2 separate regions of the Mustela erminea genome follow, and region 1 is linked to region 2. The links are chromatin contacts, called in public Hi-C maps. All regions are on one chromosome and are shown on one strand. The core of a region is the stretch at or near the end of the contact, and the rest is flanking DNA. Distances in the headings are between cores, read along the strand shown.

The links. A called contact is a pair of places that touch in the nucleus more often than the background predicts.
Region 1: a contact with region 2 is called in a Hi-C map of fibroblasts, with 7 times the contacts expected there. The contact joins the promoter of SPIRE1 here to the promoter of PRELID3A in region 2. A contact is called at or near these places in 3 of 3 Hi-C or Micro-C datasets (fibroblasts, skeletal muscle and spleen).

What each region holds. Positions count from the first base shown.
Region 1 is chr13:60,624,574-60,628,151 of mMusErm1.Pri, reverse strand. SPIRE1 (protein spire homolog 1) reads left to right here and starts at 1,788. Exons shown (of 18, transcript XM_032309249.1): 1 at 1,788-2,613. The coding sequence starts at 2,292.
Region 2 is chr13:60,403,124-60,407,050 of mMusErm1.Pri, reverse strand. PRELID3A (PRELI domain containing protein 3A) reads right to left here and starts at 1,751. Exons shown (of 6, transcript XM_032310761.1): 1 at 1,629-1,751. The coding sequence starts at 1,660.

The sequences.
Region 1 (3,578 bases), core at 539-3,038, 220 kb before region 2:
ATTTTATATAACCTTCCTGTGATTCAATGCCATATTGTTTTTCTTCCCAAAATGTATATTTAAAAATTATCACTTAAGAAAGGAAAGAATCTTGGCACTTAGGTGGCTCAGCTGGTTAGGCAACCGTCTTCAGCTAATCCCGCTAATGCTCAGTAGGGCATCTACTTCTTCCTCTGACCCTCCCCCCCTCATGCTCTCTCTCTCAAATAAATAAATAAAATCTTTTTTAAAAAGAAAGGAAAAACTCTTTCTGTTGTGAATTTGTTTTAAAGAATACATCTTTTAACGATAACATTTCAGGTGAAATTTGGATTTTTCTTTTTCTTCATGTCCACTTCTTTCCTTCTTCCTTTCAGTTACCTTTACTTGGAAATTTATTTATTGCCCTGTACCAGGAGTAGCAAGGGACTGGCTCATGGATTCATTAGTTGATTAATTCATTTGACTTGTGTTTTGTGGAGGGAGTAAAGATAAGGACAAATACATAAGTGATTTTTGTTGTAGTTGTCCAAGTGCAATGGAACAGCAATATCCCATAAGGCCACGAGATGGTAGTGTTGTCCACAAGAGTAGACCGTTTAGCTGTTCATTGTTCAAACTGTTTTAAAGCCCTCTGTATTTTCAGAATTCACACAGAATCTAAACTTTTAAGGTAGCAAAATTTGGATATGTTTTCCCAGTTTTTCAATCAAAAGATTTTATGTATCTATATATCCATATCTATCCATCCGATCTGTATCATATAAGGAATTAGGCTTTTCTTCTCAAGATTTGGCACACATAGGGGCATTTTTACAATGGGATTATGAACCTATAATATTGCTTAAGGGTTTTTTTTTGTATCTCTTGTAGTGAAATTATAATAAGGTGATTAGGAAGAAGCTTTTTTCTCCCCCTTTCAATTCCTTACTCTTTTAAAATACCTTTTGCTTTTCTCTCTTCTCCCTACTACTGCTGTATGTACTGTGATATCTTAAGCATTGGTAATAGACTCTTGTAATTTTTAGTGCAAGATGCAATGGTTAAGAGTGTGGGATCTAATATTACACACAAAGCTGCCTTAAAAGTTTAATTGGTAATTACTGTAAATTTCTTACTCGATTGATACTTTAAACTCTCTCTGGTTCTTAGCACTAGCCTCAGAATGGAAAGTTACCAATTAAATTCGCTTACCAATGAGTGATTATTTTATCTAAGAATGATGTTATATTGCATAACTTAATGAAGTCAGCGAGGTTCTGGGGAGTGCAGTATTTCTTTTCTTCTACGGCTTGTTCCCCTCAGTTCAATGTTGCCACTCTGATACTAATTCCACATCGTCTGAACATACTGGGCTCACTGGACTATGATGAGTGTGATCACTGGAGACATCCTTAGGGAGGAGTTGTGCGAACGTTACAAAATGAATCCGGAAGGACGCTGAACCTAATGTCTACAAATTATTTACAACATGGTTATATCCCAGGCCCTCATCTACGCACTTGGGAGAAGTCAGTGAGCAAACCCCATAAAGGTCCCTGTCCTCAGGGAGCTTACAATGAAAATGGGAGGACCTATTCAATAAACAGTGCATCTAAGTAAATTATACGGTATATCGATGGCGACAACTACCCCAAAAAGAGCAGAGGAGGATCCGGGGGATGATGAAGGAGCGAGGCCGGGGGCAGTACGAAGTCGGCTGGTCAGGAGAAACCGTGTGGAGGCTTGAAAGAGGCGCAGGACCCGCGCCCAGCCGACCGCCCGGGGGTGGGCGGGAGCAGGCGCGGCGGCGGGGGAAGCCGGAGCGGTTTCAGAGACCTTTATTAGGAATTTGCTACAGGCTGGGTCCGAACTCCAAATTAGCCTCCCAGCGAGTCAGTTCCTGGGGGAATCCAGCGCCAGTGGCCTCCCAGCGCGGCGGGGGATCGCTGCGGTCGGCGCGGTCAGCTTGGCCACGGAGCGCACACCCGAGCTGCGGGCCGTGCGGACCCTTGGCGGGGCGGCTCCGCGGCCCCGGGCCTGAGCGCGCGGCGAGGCGCGGGGCGGGGCCGGCGGACGCCATCGCGTCGCTACGGGCCGGCGGCAGCGGCGGCCTGGTCAGGACGGCCGCGGCGTCCTCGCCGCTCTTCGCTCGCCCACGGCAGCCGGGCCCTCGCCCAGTCCCCCGCCTGGTCCCCCACGGCGGCGCGTGCGGCCAGGTTGGGCGGGGCGGTTCCGGGGATGAGGAGGCGGCGGCGCGCCGAGACGATGCTCCGGAGCTGAAGAGACGCCGGCACACGGCGCGGCGGCCGAGCGCAGCGCCGACCCGCGGGATGGCTCAGCCGGCGGGCCCGGCGGGCGGCGGGGAGCCCCGGGCGGAGCCGGCGGGCGGCGAGGGGCCTCCGGACTCCGGGGCGGCTGGCGGCCCGCCGGACGCGCTGAGCCTGGAGGAGATCCTGCGGCTCTACAACCAGCCCATCAACGAGGAGCAGGCGTGGGCCGTGTGCTACCAGTGCTGCGGCTCCCTGCGCGCCGCGGACGCCGGCCGCCGCCAGCCCCGTCGCCGCGTGCGCTCAGCCGCGCAGATCCGCGTCTGGAGGGACGGCACCGTCACCCTGGCGCCCGACGACGCGGGAGAGCCGCCCCCCGCCACGGGTGAGGCCGCCGACCTGCGACTCCACCGAGACCCCTCTCCGCGGCCCCTTTTCCCTGGACGCCCCCGGCCAGGCCCTTCCGCCCCGCGACCCCCACCTCCCATGGGAGAACCCCCCTGCGGCCCCATTTTTCTCCCTCGTCTTCCTGGGCCCTGCCCTTCAGCTGTGCGCCCCCCACCTCCGACAGGAGGACCCCCACCGCGGCCCCCCTTTTCCCTCGCAATGCCTGGGTCCTGCCCTTCCGCCCGGCGAACGCCCACCTCCCCAGGGAGAGCCGGGAGGAGCAGGGCCTGGGGCCGGCGGGGGGCGGGGGGTGGTGGTGCTGGCCCTGTGGTCTAGCCGGGGCTCCACGTAGGTCAGAACAGGGGCTGGGGGGACGGGCAGCGGCACAAAGAGGGGTTGTGAAAAGGGCGTCCGGGCGGGCCTGCGCCCCCCGAGTAGGGCCGCGGACCTCCCCAAGGTGCTGGTAATTGCACAGACTGTCATAGGACAGCTGCCCCCGTCTTGTTTGGGAAATGGAGTGGGTTGGGTCCTTTTCATGATAAGCTATGTATACATACTTACATGCCAGGGCTGTTTACTTGTGATGTGGTAGGTGCTAGGAAAGGTTCACGTGAGATCTCGTCAAGGATAGTTAATTCTGCTGTCAGGAAAATTACACCTTTCGGAATGAGTAGTCAGCTAATAGTATTTTTTTTTTTTAATTTGGTAACAAATGCCTTCAGTTTGGAAATATAAAAAGCCCCGAAGAGAATGTTGCTATTTTGGGAGAAACAGGAGGAGACGAAATAATGATTTCTAGCTCTTGAAAGTTAAAAATAGCTACCATTTACCTGTGTGTTAAAATTTGTTGCAATGAGAAAACAGGCTTGTCAAGTCAAAAGTTGACAGGATGTCAGATAAACATAAAATGGGTTTTAGTTAGGTTATTGTCCAATGTAAATTCTTCAAGATTATCACCTACAC
Region 2 (3,927 bases), core at 502-3,001:
AGGAATGAAGGACTGATGCAGGATGCCATACCAATGAACCTCAAAAAAATGTGCCGAGTAAAGGAAGCCAGACACAAATGACCACATATTGTATTACGACTTCTAGGTGAAATTTCTGGAAAAGGCAAATCTATAGAAACAGCAGCTTAGTGGTTGCCTGGGGCTGGGAATGAGTGGCGGGTGCCTGGGAATGGGAATGAGGAATGGGAATGGGAATAGTCTTTGTAGCATGATGGAAATATTCTGAAACCAGACTATGGTGATGGTTGTACAACTCTGTAAATTGACTAAGAATTGTTGAATCATACACTTTATGAGGGTGAAGTTTATCAACAGTGACTTTCCATAGCTGACCATTCACTTCTGCTTGTCAACCAACATTTCAAGAACTTTTAGGGCAGTCCTTCTCAGGTGTTCAGGGAGAACACTAAGCCCCACTGCCTGGGCACACAGTTTCAATGATTTAACGTCTTCCCTCTGCATTCGGATGGTGCCGGTTATCTCCAAAATTGAGAAAAGAATCTCTGGAGTCATTCTCACTGGGGTTTTCACCGGATCTCTCAGGGAAGCCCAGTTGAGAAAGACTGCAGACCATACAAAAATCAACACTCAAAATGAATCTCATAAACTCTAAAGATTTCATTAGAAATAATTTCAGAGGTTTTAAACCACTCGATAAAGTTTTATTGTAATAATTTTACATAAAAAGGCCAAAGGATGACAATTTCACTTCACGCAGTTTTGTTTTGTTTTCCCCAAAACAAAATGCTTCTCCAAGTGGGATCAAGGAATCTTTAAAATCTGTGTTCCTTTAAAAAATCTTAAAGGATAATTGTATAGTGTCACATACCAAAGTGACTTAGAAGATACCATTTAGGTCACGAGGGTACTCTTAGAACAGTTCGTTTTCCATGCTGGCTTGAAGGCCTTCCATGCCCACAAGTGCATTCAGGATGAAAGACCCCCCCACAAGCCTTCTCCACATTTGGCTTCCTGCCGAGCTCACAGCTTAGAGTCTGGGTTCAATGGCACAGCACAATCTCAGCAGAGGACCGGGCCCGCTCCCCAGGCCCCTGTTCTCCCTAGGATACCGCGCGCCCTGCCCCAAAGAGCGCATGGTACAGGCGAGATCGGGCCTGCTCCTGGGTGGGCTGAGGAAAGAAGGCTGTCACTTTCCGAGGCCCCCTCCCCGCCGCGTCCCCCCGCCCCCGGGCCTCCGAGTACACCAGCGCGCCCCGCCGCCCAGCGCACTCGCCGGCCCGCGCCGTCCGGCCTCATTCGGGTGGCTGAGATCCGTCCCCGCGCCTCGGCCCTCCGCCAGCCCCCCAGGGAAAGGCCGCCCCCGGCCCCCGAGCTGCGACAATCCCACCACCGGCCTCCGTCAGTCAGGCGGCCCCTCCATCAGACAGACTGCACCACTCCGCCGGCTCTCTACCTAACGACGCCCTAGAAAGGACAGAGCCTGCCCCCTCTTTTTAGGATGCCAGGGCCGCGGTCTGGGAGCGGCCAGCGCGGGGCTGGGCGGGCTCGGCGAGGGCCCGGTCTGGGGTCCAGCCGTTCCTCGGCCGCCGCGGGGGCAGGAGCAGGCGCCGGTCCGGACCCCACCGTGGCCCGCCGCCCGACCTCACCCGAACACGTGCTCCGAGCTCCAGATCTTCATCGCCGCCGGCCGCCGGCCGCAGGGCGCGGGCTACCGGCTCGGACTCCGCGCGCCTGCTGTGGCGCGCCCGGCTCCTCCCTCCCGGCGCGTGGGGGGCGGGACGGGGGCGGGGCGCGCGCGGCAGGGGCGGGGCGCGGTGGGGCTGGGCGGGGCCGGGCGCTCTCGGGCACCGCCCCGCTTGCCTGTCACTTGGCCACGAGGGTTGTGGCAGCTAAAAATAGGGATGCGGGACTCGGCTGTGGCCGCGGATGGGGGATCTGCGCTACGGCAGGGAGATGCGGGGACAGCACCGGCTGAAAATGCAGGGATGGAAGGTGAGGCGCTAATGCTCATCGTTCAGGTTGTCCAAATTGTAACAAAGCGCTCTCCAGCCAGCCTGGTTTTTACTGTTGGTTAAGTATAAAGAAAAACAAAATCTGCCAGACCCCCCAAAAACTCCCCAAGGGAAGAGAAGAGGAAGAAAACAGTTGAGGGCGGTCCCCTAAAGATATTGCAGAGACAGCAAGAAATCTCGCGCTTTTATGTGGACAAGGAAGGTGCGACACCTACATCATGGTCTCAAGTTAGAGGACTGGACAGACATTTTTTCACTCAGAGTTCACCCTAAATTTACCTGGTAATTAGAGTGACTGTTTTGTTTGCTAATTGTCTTTATCCAAAGCTGCAATAGAATTCTCATGTGGTACCATAGAAGGTGGGTTTGAAGTCAAGTTCTCCTGGAAATAAAGTTAACATTTCAGAGAGATGGCTCCCAGGACCTTGAGAAAGAACGTTTCTGGTTTAGAACTGGCAAAAGGCCTATTTAACTTTTTTTTTTTCCTTTTTTTTTTTTCTATTTAGCTTTTTAAAAAATATTTACACTCATCTCCAAAAGGACAAAGAATTTACAAGTTTTCTAGAGTAAATGATCTTTAAGAAAGGAAAGGAGAGGCTCTTTTCCTTTTACACCATGGAAAAATCAATTTTTTCCTTTTTAGATTTGTATTTACTCTGCACTACCACAACCAAAGTCCAGGTGCAAAGAAGCAGGTGCTTGTTTTGTGAAGAAGAGAAACCTGCCCCAAATGTGATGGGGTGTGAGGGCAGGGGACCTCATCTGGCCTGCTACGGAATCCCAGCACTTAGCACAACACTTGGCACTGACTGGGCATCTGGGACACGTTTGTGCCATAAGCCAGTGAAGTGGAAAGAGCTCATGGAACCAGTCAGAAGACGTAGGTAGGCTATCATCTACTCACATGGACCTTTACCATCTATATGTCTTTAACCTTACAGTAATCTTCCAAAGTTGATACCACTGTGCCTGCTTTATAGATGAGTAAACTGAGGTTCCAGGCAGTAGAAAAGCTCTCTTGGTGTTCACACACTAAGGGATGGAGCTAAAAACCAGCACGGGCCATTGCCAGGCCTTACCTTGGCATCCTGAAAAGAGGAGCAGGTTCTGTCCTTTCTAGGGGCAGTTAGGTAGAGAGCCCACAGAGCAATGCTGTCTGTTTGATAGATGGGCCGCCCAGCTGATGAGGCCCATGGTGGAACTGCTGAAGCAGGGGGCCGGGGGCAGGTTTTCCTCTGCGGGTTCATGGAGGGCTGAGCTGCTAACAGACCTCAGGGAGCCATATAAGACTGGACAGTGGGGGGTTGCACGATTCCCACTCACACCTGTGCTACATAATTACAATTATGATCAGACCCATTGTGGAATACTTCCTATGTGCTCAGCACTAGGAATCTAGGTGCTGTTATTTTGGTTTTTAAAAAGCGTCATCATTTACAATCAGCATTTTCTGCAAATGCATGCGGACCGTGAGGCTTAAGGAATGGGGCCAGATGAATTAGAACACACTGTAAGGAAGACAGCTCCTGCAGGTTGTTCCAGGTCTGAGAGGGATGAACTGCTGAGTTTGCATCTCACTGTGTGAGAAAGTTAAAACCCTAACCAGGTGAAACGTTGGTACAGAGAGCTGCTGTGTAGTGATGAAGCCGGGTAACTGAGAAGAAGGAAGAAACAGGACCACCTTCCTTCCGGGACAGCGCTGCACAGCCTCACAGCCACCTGCCCTGGCCCAGCCCTCAGGTCGCCGGGGGACACACAGCTGTGGGTTCTCAGGCGGTCACGCCCAGCTCAGGTGATATCCGGTTTGTGCAGCTCCCTTCTTCTGATTACATCACAGCCTACGCACACCTCCCTCTGAGACTCACCATCACGTATAATGATCCCGTGTGGTTTACTGCCTCTCCCACCGGGCCAAAACACCTTTTGAGATCAG